Linked DNA regions of Mus musculus: region 2 is linked to region 1. Evidence: chromatin contacts called from public Micro-C data. All regions are on one chromosome and are shown on one strand. Each heading gives the region's core, a stretch centred on a gene start, on an enhancer-like site or on the middle of the called end of the contact. The rest is flanking DNA. Distances are from core to core; before and after follow the strand shown.

Region 1 (6,123 bases), core at 1,127-3,626:
ATGGCTTTTCAACACAGTGTTTCTTGGGCTAGAGAAATGACTCAGTCATTAAAGGCTAGGCTCACAACCAAAAATATAAGACAGAATTTCTCTGTATAGCCCTGGATATCTTAGAACTCATTCTGTAGACCGGGTTGGCCTTGAACTTAGATCTATTTACCACTACCTCCCAAGAGCTGGGATTAAAGGCATGCATTGCCGCCACCACCACCTGGCAAGACAGTCATTTAAAAAAATATTTAAAAATTACTGTTAATAACTGTGTATGCTTGTGCATGCCTGTGTGTGTGTGTGTATGTGTGCACACTAATTTAGGTTCCTGTAGAGGTGGATGCCAGAGGTGACAGATCAACTTGAAGCCGAAATTATAGGCAGTTGTGAAACCTGATATAGATGCTAAGTACTGAACCTGGGTCCTCTACCAGAGCAGTATGTACTATTAACTGCTAAGCCATCTCTCCAGCCTCCTCAACATTCATCTTCCATAAAGAAACTGAGGCATGCAAAAAAGTAACTTGCATGTGTGCACACAGTTAGCTGCTGGCACAGCCAGACCGTGAACTCAGGCAGCAAGTCCTCTAAGCCTTATAGTAATTTATATTTAGAAAAACAACTATAGTACTTGTTTTTTTTTAAATTTATTTATTATTATATGCAAGTACACTGTAGCTGTCTTCAGACACACCAGAAGAGGGCAACAGATCCCATTACAGATGGTTGTGAACCACCATGTGGTTGCTGTGATTTGAACTCAGGATCTTTGGAAGAGCAGTCAGTGCATGTGCAGTGTATGTGCAGGTGATGCACACGCATGCAGAGGTGGCCAGAGGAGGATGTCAAGTGTCCTGCTTTATACTCTCCATCTTATCCCCATGAGATAGGGTCTCTCACTGAATCTGCTAGCCAGCAAGTCACAGCAAGTCTCCAGTTTCCATCCCCCAAATCCTAAGCATTAGGGTTACCTCTACAAGCACGTCCATTTTCTTTCTTTCTTTCTTTTTCTTTTTCTTTTTTTTTTTTTTTTTTTGGTTTTTCGAGACAGGGTTTCTCTGTGTAGCCCTGGCTATCCTGGAACTCACTTTGTAGACCAGGCTGGCCTCGAACTCAGAAATCCGCCTGCCTCTGTCTCCCAAGTGCTGGGATTAAAGGCGAGCGCCACCACCGCCTGGCTACGTCCATTTTCTTATGCGTGTCCTGAGCACTCCACTTTACGCTAGACCATCACTCCTAACTTTATAGCCATCTACCCAAGCTTCCTCAAGCTTGCGCTCAGCTCTCAGCCTCTCTGGATTCCAAATTTTCTAAAAGAATCCTCACACCATGCATCTCTTGTTTTATCTAAGGGAAACAGTTTAAGACTATCCTTCGGGCATCACTGTGTTCTTCATGCAAAATAGCAGACGTTTGCCTCAGAGATCCCCTATTCCCTCACCTCACTCTTAAAGTGGTTTAATTTCTGCTGATTCTCTTGTTTTCCTCTCCCTCTTCTTTTAAATAGTGCAGTATCTAAATCTTTCCATAAGCGACGCCATAGCAGCAAAAATTACGTTATCAAAATGATCTTGTCTACAAGTCCAAAGAGCATCCTACCCTCCTTTCTCTTGTAGGCGTAACAGAATTTTGCTGTGGTTCTGACTTTAGGGATTCACAGCCACCCACTGGCTTCCACGGTCTTTGTAACTTAGTATCTCTGCCTTTAAGCCAGATGATTTAAGCTCTACTCACTGCGTTTGCCTGGCCCAGCCATAAAAGGGTCTGGGTGCAGGGAGACAGCTTCCAGGCCCATTCTCCCTGCTTTGAACGCTATGGTCTTGGGCAAGACCCTCTTCAGGCCTAACTTTTACCTGTTGTGAAAACCATGGGTCAGTCTCAAGGACCTCGAAGTGTGTTATTGGATTGACTGTGATTGTCAATTTGACAGATTTAGAATCACATAAAGAAACCTAGGGATAGGTTTGTGAAGAATGGGACTAAGGTGATGATGTCTTGCTCACAAAGCCTTTTTTTTTTTTTTTTTTTTTTTTTTTTTTTTTGATGTTGTTGTTGAAAACGATAAACTCTAGGTAGGAATTTAAGAAGGACACTGGGTGAGGCCTGGAAGGATGTTTGTAGACTGAGTCTATTTCTAGGCAGGGGGTGGGCGTGGCGGGCGGCTGAGCCCGACGAGAACAGCAGAGCATCCTTGCAAGCCTGAGCGTCTGCAAGACCGAAGCGCAGGCCGCGGCTGGTGGGGTGGGGGGTGGGGGGGTGGGGGGAACGGGGACCGCTGCTGCAGCGGCTGCGCACTGGTGCAACCAGCCGGTTCATTTGCGTGTCTCCGCCCCTACGGCAAGCTGGTTGGAGAACCCTGGTATGGTGCCGCGCGCCGATTGGCTGAGCCGGCCGCCGCTCAGGCCCAGGAGTGGACGGTTCCTACTGCGGCTGGGCACCGGCTGGGCTCCCGCGTCGGCCTCGCGTTTCAAGCTTGCGCCTGGCTCAACCTCAATCCGGCCCCGGTCTCGGAACGAAGGCGCCGCTGCCGCTGGGCCTCTCGCAAGACCATGAAGAAGCGGTGGCAGCCACTGCGGCCCTCGTCAAGGTGACCAGCCCGGACTACAGCGGTGAGAGGAGCGGCTGGCGGGGCGGGGCCCTGGGCGCGAGCCGCTGCAGGTGCGGGGGGCGGAGGGGGGGGGAGAATGGGGGCGGGCGGGGCGGGATCCCCGGCCGGAGGGGGTGGGGCGGGGCCTCGGCTCGAGGGTGGGACCTCGGCTTGGGGTTGGAGGGGGGGGCGGGACCATGGCCAGCTCGGGTCCCAGGGACGCGAATGACAGCGTGTGGTTGTCGGGGAGATGGCGGAGCGGGGGGGGGGGGTGGTGGTGGTGGTGGTGGTGTTGGGGGGGAAAGGGCGCAGGTGCAGGAGGCGGGTCCCGCGGCCTGATGGATTGGGGGCGGAGCCTGGGCGCGAGGCGTGGGGTCTGGAGGGAGCTCAGGTCTCTGGGACCAGAAAGGGAACCTGTGTGTAGGTTAGCGGCGGGGAAAGGGCTCAGGTGCGAGGGGCGGGGCATGGGGTGGCAATGGGAGGGGCTGCAAGGAGAGTCTAGGGAAAAGCACAGGTGCAGTGGGCGGGGCTGGGGAAACCCTGTAGGGGCGGGGGCGGGGGGAGGCAGGGGGCGGGGCTGAGGATCATTGGCAGGTCCGGAAGCAGGGCTGCAGGTGAGGACTAGCCTGAGGGTGAGTGGGACCCTTTTTGGAGAAGGAAGAAGCTGCCCTCTCCGCCGCCGTCTTGGGGCTTTGGGTTTTCTGCAGGCTCTGGAGGCATCCATGGTTGTCTCTTGGAGGGGCAGGCCAGGGCAGCCTGTGTCTTTGCTGAGTCGTACAAGGATCGCAGCTGCCCTGGTTAATAGGCCGACTGCTTTCCTGAGCCAAACCGAGCCCTAAGTGGGCACACTGCCTTTGTTGTTGTTGTTGTTGTTTTTGTTTTACTCCCCTGTTGCTGTTGAAGGAGCTTGGCTGGATTTCGGGGTGGTTAGGTTTCATTGGTTGATCAGCTGTTGGAAAATGTGTGCTCTTCAAGAGTAGTCGTTGATGCTATGCTCGGAAGGGTTCTGGATCTCATGGTAGCAGATGCTCATGCAGATCTTCACAGTGCTGGTCTCAAAAAGATAGAAAAGGCAGCGTGGTGGGGGCGAAGAGGCGGAATGAGAACTTGGCTCTTTGGAGCTGGGACAGACACCTGGGAGTTATTTTTGCCTTTTTGTGTGTTTTGTTGTTGTCAAAGTGACCATCCCTGGTGCCTAATTGTGACCTTCCAGGGCCAGAGGGGAATTCCTTGTCAAGAGGTGAGTTAAGGTCTCTTTCTTGCCGGGCAGTGGTGGCGCACACCTTTAATCCCAGTACTTGGGAGGCAGAAGCAGGCAATTTCTGATTTCGAGGCTAGCCTGGTCTACAGAGTGAGTTCCAGGACAGCCAGGGCTACACAGAGAAACCCTGTCTCAAAAAAAAAAAAAAAACAAAACAAAACACACACACACACACACACACACAAAGAAAAAGAAAAAAGAAAAAAAGAAAAATAAAAGTCTCTTTCTCTTGAGAGTTTGAATCACATTTGTGTTGGGGAATTCCCTCCTCCAAACTAGAGGTGGTTTAGATTATGGTACTCCCTGTGCAGCCTTGGGCAGGAATGCAGCCTGGGGAGCCATGATGAATGGAAAGGGAAGCGTGTTTCCCTTGTTGGCTGACCTTTGGACCCCAGGTCCAGTGTGGATCTTAGCTGATGGGCTAGGCCTATAGTAGAGCCCATTGGAATACTCCCACTACCAACTTGATTCTGCCACGTTTCAGAAAGAAGACTTTAGGATGAAGAGCACGGCAGACCTTCATTAGGTATTTATGGAGACAGAAGGGAGAAATATGGTAGGGCCTCTGTGCTCCAGAAGTACCCTTTATCTGTGTGTGACCTTTGGGTGCCTTGTGTTTCCTCGAGAGTGCTTGGCTAATCTAACCTGACATGCTTTCACCCTGGGTTATATGGACTGAAGACAAGGTGCAGAAACTTCTTTGCTAGCTTGCATTTGCCTTCATTTTAGAAACGTGGGACTTTTGGGGGGACCAAATACCATGATGCTGGCTTCCCTTGCTACCATTGGCACTGGTGATTCAGAGCATCATGGGATGTTGCAGGGATAGGCTCCTGTTCCAGAAGCACTTGTGTGGCAGGTGCGAGGTCTAGAAGCAGCAGCGCGAGTTGTCCCATCCTGTCTTGGCAGAAGCTATGTGTCACCTAGGGACTTTCTCCTGTCCTTTGTGTTAAAACAAAGCTCCAAACCTGCATATCAGAAAATTAGATGGTTAGTTTTTTCCCTTCTTAAAAATATTTTTATTACATTTATGTGTATTTCTGTGCATGTAACAGTGTGCATGTGAGGGTCAGAGGATAACCTGTGGGAGTCTGTTCTCTGCTTCTACCGTATCGGGTTCTCAGGCTTGGAGGTAGGCACCTTTATAACCTCTGTTTATAACCTCTGAGCCCTTTCACTTGCCTCATAATTGACTTTATTTTTTTCATAGTTAGCTTTTTAATTTGTTATTAGGGCAACTGCATTCAGAGCTGAGAGAAAACTGCATAATAGAAAACTGTTGTGATCTGTCCCCAGCGTGTTCCTTACAGCTCTGGCTTGGTAAGCAGGCAGATTGGCTTGAAGCCTCCCACTGTTCCTTCTGCTGTATGACCTAACACCAGCTTTTTACTTTCTCAGAGTTTTGGTTTCCTTAGCTGTAAAAATGAAGAGCAAGCCTGATTTACCTTGTAAATTTGTTCTGAAGACACAACAAGCCATTTGAAGGTACTGCAATTCCATGGCACCCAGCACTGGAACCTTTCCCTCCCTGTCCCAGCCCCTGGCTGCCCAGCTTCCAACATTGGTTACACAGAACAGCATGTGGCACAAGGAGAGGAGGACCAGGAATTCTGAGGCCTTTGCCTCTTATATAACCTCAAATAAGTCTCCTTTTCTCTGCAGAGCTACGCTTTCTTAGCTGAGTGGAAGAGCGCTGGACAGTGTGATCCTTAGGAGGACTAACTCTGCCTTCTGATTGGCAAGCTGAAAATCTTAACATTTTTCAGAAAAGCAGGAAGGTGGAAGTCAGTGGCCCATGGTTTACTTTAAAAAAAAAATCTGTCTACAGGCTGAACAGGTGGCACAGTGGTTGGGACACTTGCTCCAGAGGACCTGAGTTTTCAGTTCACAGCACTCAACATCAGGCAGCTCACAACAGCCTGTTTCAGAAAATAAAACAGAGCAATATTGCTCCTTTTGGGCACCTGGTAGGAAGTTACCAAATCTTTGTTGAAGGAGCAGATGAAGGCTATTCTTTAGGAAATCAGTCTGGCTGACTGTCTCCCCTGCTCACAAGTCTGCTGTACCTTCAGCATATGTTTTGTCTGTTGCACAAGAATGTCACAGCCAGATGTGGTGGTGGACATCTTTAATCCTGGCATTCAGGAGGCAGAGGCAGACAGATCTCTGTGCCCCTTCCCTCTACTTGGTCTGGCCATATTTATTTCATATATGTGGGTACACTGTCACTATCTTCAGACACAGCAGAAGATGGCATTGGATCCCATTATAGATGATTGTAAGC
Region 2 (6,123 bases), core at 1,697-4,196, 1.0 Mb before region 1:
TCTCGACCGCAATTGCCAGTGAGCCTGTGAAGGAAACCCTGCTAGGACCTACTGGCTTTTCTCACTTATCATCATCATAATAATAACCAAATGGGAAGCCTCCTAAGCTAAAGGTCTGTCTGATCTCACTGCAGAAATATCAGGATTCCATTCCTCCAAATGACCACAGATTTAGAGGTGTGTGCCGTAACCTAGCTGCAGATGTCAAGCATTTAACAAGTTTGTTTTATTCCTAATTGCTGGCATTTGCTTAAGTGCTTCCTTAATTCTAATTTATGTTTTTATGTTCTACTTTGTTTACATAGCCCATAGTTCCCAATTGTCTTTATTTGCTTAAGTGTTTCTTTAATTTTATTTACATTTTTATATACGTTGCTTTGCTTACATAACTCATTGTTTGGAGCAGGCTAGGAATAACCATAAATCCCCATTGCTAATTAGCCTCATCCTCATGACTGATTAGTCAAGATTATGAGCCTAGAAGGAGGGCAGGAAGGAGGCCTAATAGTGACTCACAGGATCATTGAATTTCAGAGCTGGAAGGAATCTTAGAGCTTGCAGCATCTTTCAGATAAAATTCTGCGAATTTTACATCTCCCTTGCTCTCTCATTCCTTTATACCAAAAAAAAAAAAAAAAAAAAAAGCACGAAAGGATTTGGTGACAGTTTGAAAAACAAGTTTAGAGTAGAGAAAATCCAATCAATGATGGCTGTAACTCATAATGAGTACTTGAAGAATCAGCAACTTGACACACACAAGAGCAGAGAATATTAATGAACTCAAAGGAGGCTCTTTGGACTTAAGCAAGGTAGATTGTCTGGAACTCCTTCCCCAGCAGCTGTGCAGTTGGTAAGCCTTGTAGCTTGCCTGGCCTGTGAGTTTGGCTGTTAGCTTTGCAGTGGGGAGTATTTAAAATCACACTCAACATACGAAGGAAAGAACCTGGAACTGAGTAGCCTGCTTTATTCCAAGACTCCATCTGGCATTTAAAGAACTGCTTGTCCTACATTCAACCCTGCAGAGTAACAGCCATTTTTCATCTCCTCACACCTCTATTTTTAGTTTCAGGTAAGATCGCTTATTGAGTCTGAGAAAGGAACGTTTAGAGGTAAGAGCCACCAGTTAAACACTTAACCTAGGGTCATCTCCATGGGTTTAAAATGAGATCATGTTGAATCCTCAGCCTGAGAGATGAGGACAAGATCAGCCTCAAGACTCCACCGGAGGTGTAGGTGCGGATTCCAACACCGTTTAAGTCTTTAGTCTCTCTTGGGCAGAAGTATAATGGATGAAGAGGTGTTACAGGTATGTAAATCTGTTAGGTGAAGTTGACTACAGCCGAAGGGGTCAATTTGTCAGTCCAGTCCATTTCTAAACAAACTTGTCTGTAAGACTATTGTCTCGCTCTCCGCAGGTTCCGCACACCTGCCAGGGTAGTCCCCGGATCTCCAGGACTCGTCGAGTGTGCAAAGCGCAGTTAGCTTAGAAAATAGTCCTGGATTTCACTCTCTCCAGGTGACATGTTTCTGTGACCTTTCCATTTGCTAGCTTTTCAGAGAAGAGCTCTGTCCATGCGAAACCACAGGCTCCCATTCTAACTGGTCACTCCTTGAGGGACAGACAGCGCAAGGCCCTACTGCCAGCGCTAACTCCTTGTGCTGAGTTCGGGTTACCATAGCGACCGTGGGACGGGCAGGGCTTTTAGACCCTTTTCCCGGTCTCAGCCCAGGACTTTCGAACGCTCCAATTGGGACAACCCTTTCTTGGCTCTGTCCCGCCTCGTTCGGCGCTGAGCGCAATGCGATTGGCCCTGTGCTTGAGGCCTTGTGCCCAGAGGGTACCACCTCTTGATATGAAGAGCGGGAAAGTATCCCAGGCACTGTCCGAGGCGTGAAGCTCATCTCATGCAATGGGGGACCACGCTGTCGGCTACGGGTACACTTTATTCGGTCCTATATAACACCTCTAAGTCCCCAACTGCTAATAATAGGGAAGGAGCAGGATCCGGGGACAACACTTTGCTGGCTGGACTGACCGACCATCTGTGGAGTGCCGGCGCGAGTAGCCCATAAGGCTCCCGGGCTGGCTCTCAGGCACCCCACAGCAGAGGCCAGAGGGGACGGGCTGCGTTCTAGGGGCGGGGCCAGTGGCGGCGGCGGGAGGCGCAAAGCCCAATGAGAGAAGGCTCCGCCTCCGGAGGCGGGGCATCCGGGGCGCTCCCCCGCCCTTCAGCTCTCCCTGCCCCTCCCCCCGCGGGCGCCGGGGCCGCAGTGAGTGAGTGGCACTGGCAGCCTGTCAATCCCTCAGCCGAGCGGCCTTCGAGCCCGGTCCACAGCGGCTGCTGACTGGGTGCGCGGCACCGGAGGTGGCGGCGGCGAGTTCTCCCGCCTCATCAATCTGCTGTCCGCCCGGCGTGCGGCCCGCCGGGGCCCTCCACCGGGCTCCGTGTCCCCGCCGCGCCGGCCCGCCCGCTCCCAAACTTTCCTCCTCCGCCCCTCTCGCTCCCCGCGGCCCGCCCGTCGGCCTCCTTCTCCTCCTCCTCCGCAGCCCGCCGCCGCCGCCGCCGCTCCCTCCCTCGGGGCCGCCGGTGCTCCGATCCCGCCCGGTTGAGGCGGCGGCGGCGGCGGCAGGCGGCTGAGGGAGGGGACCGTTCTGGCTGGCGCGGGCGGCGGCGGCCGCGGCGTCCCGGCAACTCGGCTGGCGCTGAGGACCAAGTTGTGCGGGGCCGCCCGGCGCGGCGAGGGGCGCTGAGGAGGCAGCGCGGCGGCCGCGTGAGGGCAGCGGGCACCACCGCCTCCGCCTCCGCCGGCGAGCGCGCCGCTTCCGCCCGCCGCTGTCCTCAGTCTCCTCCGCGGCGGAAGCCGGAGCCGGACGCCGGTCCGCGTCCCCTCAGTCGCGGGCCGCGCCGGGCCAGGCCGCCCCCTCCCGCGCGGGCGGGGAGCGCGCGGCCGCCTCCCCCTCCCCCTCCCCCTCTTTCTTCTCCTCCCTCGCCGCCGCCGCCGCTGCCGCCGCCGCCGCCTCAGCCTTCGCCTCCGCCGCCGCCGCCCGCTCCCGCCCGCGCGCGGCGGGATGGACGATCAATCCAGGATGCTGCAGACTCTGGCCGGGGTGAACCTGGCCGGCCACTCGGTCCAGGGGGGTATGGCTCTGCCGCCTCCCCCTCACGGCCACGAAGGGGCGGACGGCGACGGCAGGAAGCAGGACATCGGCGACATCCTCCACCAGATCATGACCATCACCGACCAGAGCTTGGACGAGGCGCAAGCAAAGTTGGTGTCGTCTCATTAAGCATCTTTTGTGTGTGTACGGGAGCCGGGCTCGGGTCCCGGCTGGCTCCCGGGACCCGGGCCTCAGTTGCGGGCGGGAACTTTCTCCGCCCGCCGGGCACTTGCTGTGTCCCCCATCGCGCGGGCAAAGTTGCTCGCCGGGCTCGGGACAAACTCGATCATTGCTTCGTCCGTGCCCTGCTGCCCGCCCCCCTCCCCAGATTTAAACCTCCCGCTCGGACCCCAGCGCGCTCCGCGTCCCAGCCGGGTCCGTGGCCGCACCGCAGGGAAGTGCAACTTTCTCCGCCTGCCCAGACTCCGGGCACCCACTCCCCTCGGCCCAGTCCGGGGTGACCGGCTGCTTCCCCGCACAACCCTGTGCGGGAGCGCCAAGTTCTCTAGAGGGAGGGCCGCTTGGCAAACTTTGCGGAGCTGTCACCCGCTGATTATTAGCCGCCCGCTGGCCGCTGCGCCCGCTCCTCTTGTGGAGCTTGGGCGTTGGGGTTCCCTCCGCTCCGGTCTGGTCCCTTGGGTCCCGCCGCGGCCCCCGGAGCGGAGCCTCATGCACGGGTCACTCCTGTGTACGCCGAGGCTTCTGTCGAGCCAGCAGATGGGTCACGCTGCTATCGGGCTGGAGCTCTCAGCCGCTAGAGCTTGCCGCCAGTTGCGAACTAGTAAACTTGAGTTTTTGTTGACTTCCCGTGGTTCAAAGGAGCTTTTCCAAACTGGGGGCCGGTTTTAAATCTTGGGTCTAACTTAAAGGAAGGCGCCATATTATTCCAATAGGTGATGCTAATACCTTTGTGTTTTGCTATTTGTTTTTTAGGAAACATGCTCTGAACTGTCACAGAATGAAACCGGCGCTCTTCAGCGTCTTGTGTGAGATCAAAGAGAAAACAGGTAAGACTCTGCTGCTCACAGTGGGCCTGGAGACCCCCGAGGTGGGGTCAGATCTACTCCTTCGACTCTCCAGTTGAGAGCTGCTGCTTTTGGGCACCGCCATCTTTGATCATTCTTTGCTTCCCACCTCCTGATCTTGAGAAAAAAAAAACAAACCTGCAATAAATCTGGAGTCTATTTCTCAATTCTGCTTTGGTACTAAATGAAGTGTATATGAGAATGGAGCTGGGTCGCAGTTCCCTAGGAGGTAGTCCCTGGTTTCAGTCGGGGAGGGGGCTCTAGCTAGTTGCCCTCTCCTATCTCTTTTTGCCTGTGTAGCATTTTTTAAAAGGAGCGGTGGGAGACTGGATGCCAGGGACCGGTTCCCCTGGAGAGGCGTCACTAGAACTTTGTTTTACTTAGACAGTTTTAAGCTTCGGTTCTACTGGTAGAAGTCACAACCGAACACACCTCAGTAATACCCTGGACTTGGTGCTTTAGGTGGGAAGATTTTTAGGAATCCAGGAAGGAAAATCATGTGCTTAGGCATATACAATGTATCATGCCTATTAGTACTTCTATTATAGCCTCCGTCTTACAACTGCTACACTTGTAAAACTGAGCTTCAATGTATAAAGAAAGATGTCCACAGATCCTGATGAAACAAACATTCTGAAGTTCAGGGCAGGAGTAGGATAGGTTTGCAGAAGTGCTAGAATGAAAATTGCTGATACAGAGTAGGGAAAATTTTTGACAGTTCCTTATAGTTTAACTTTCTTGTCAGACTTTTTCTATTTAAGGTATTTTTACTCTTGACTTAAGGGTAAAGCTAAAGTGCATATATATACATATGTTTTACATGTTTTAGTTTGTGTTTAGTTATCTTTCCTGTATATGGTTAAAAAAAAAAACAACCCTCCATCAGTCAAGCTTTACCATTGATTGATTTATTTGTGGTTGTATGTGTTGGGTTGTATTGCTTTTTAAAGTTGCCCCTTTGTAAATTGAGGCAAAGAAGAAAAACAATCAAGTCCAGTATATTGCATTTTCCAACTAAGGCTGTTTTAATGTTTCAATGTTTGGCTGTCTTTGAGTTGATTTTACAAATAATAATATACTGCCTAGGACTGTTAGGCAGGAAGTTAAGTTATACTCTATTTAAACAGGTACTATTCATATTCCTAAAAGTAAGCCAGGGAAGATGATGGTTTATTGCTTTCTCTTAATGTATGTATGCTAAACCAGAGTTATTAGTAAATATTGAGAGCTTAAAGAAATAACCTTATTTGCTTTTCATTCATGCCATGATTTTTTTTAATGATTGTTTTTTGTTTTTTGGTGATACACTTTACATTTTGAAAACCAAGTCGTTTTAAATTATTGACTTATTATATATTGATTTTAACCACCTTTTGAGCACCTTATGATTTAAGATGTTAGATGATTTTAATCTAACTATAAAGATGTCCAGCATTGAACCTTGAAGGCTTTAATTTGGGTGAATAAAAGTATATACTCTTAGGACATTTATGTTGCTTAATTTCTAAGGGTTTTCTTGCTATCAGGGCTCCACTCCAGTTCGTGCTGACAGCTAAGCACTGGAATATTGACTGTGTTGTGAATATTAAGATTGATTCAATTTTATATGGCACTATATTACTAAAGAGAGGGAATTGATGCTCTTCTCTAGCAAGAACACCCTTCTTTATGATTTGTATTTATTTTCTGTCCCTTTATAGTTTTGGTCTAACCACACAGAACTACACAGCATTTCATGTTTGAACACTTATCAGCAGGAGAAATTCAATTAAGAAGTGTTAGTCTTCCAGTTGCTTATTTGCACAGGACTTAGTTACACCATTCTGAAAGGAAAGCGTAGTCAACGACATGTCAAAGGTGAGTTAGGAAAAGAAACAAGTCTTTTCAGAGTCTGGGATTATGGTCAGAGAGAGCTTTGGTAGGGCTATTGCTATTTAA

Evidence for each region. Hi-C and Micro-C count contacts between places; a contact is called where the count stands out from the background.
Region 2: a contact with region 1 is called in a Micro-C map of embryonic stem cells, with 3 times the contacts expected there. The contact joins the promoter of Pbx3 here to the promoter of Ralgps1 in region 1. A contact is called at or near these places in 1 of 484 Hi-C or Micro-C datasets (embryonic stem cells) and 1 of 115 datasets of contacts at active chromatin or transcription factors (thymic regulatory T cells).

The regions. Positions count from the first base shown.
Region 1 is chr2:33,367,747-33,373,869 of GRCm38.p6, reverse strand. Ralgps1 (Ral GEF with PH domain and SH3 binding motif 1) reads left to right here and starts at 2,376. Exons shown (of 20, transcript NM_175211.5): 1 at 2,376-2,600.
Region 2 is chr2:34,368,868-34,374,990 of GRCm38.p6, reverse strand. It overlaps Pbx3 (pre B cell leukemia homeobox 3), which reads left to right and starts at 2,946. Exons shown (of 9, transcript NM_016768.2): 1 at 2,946-3,270; 2 at 4,094-4,167. The coding sequence starts at 3,071.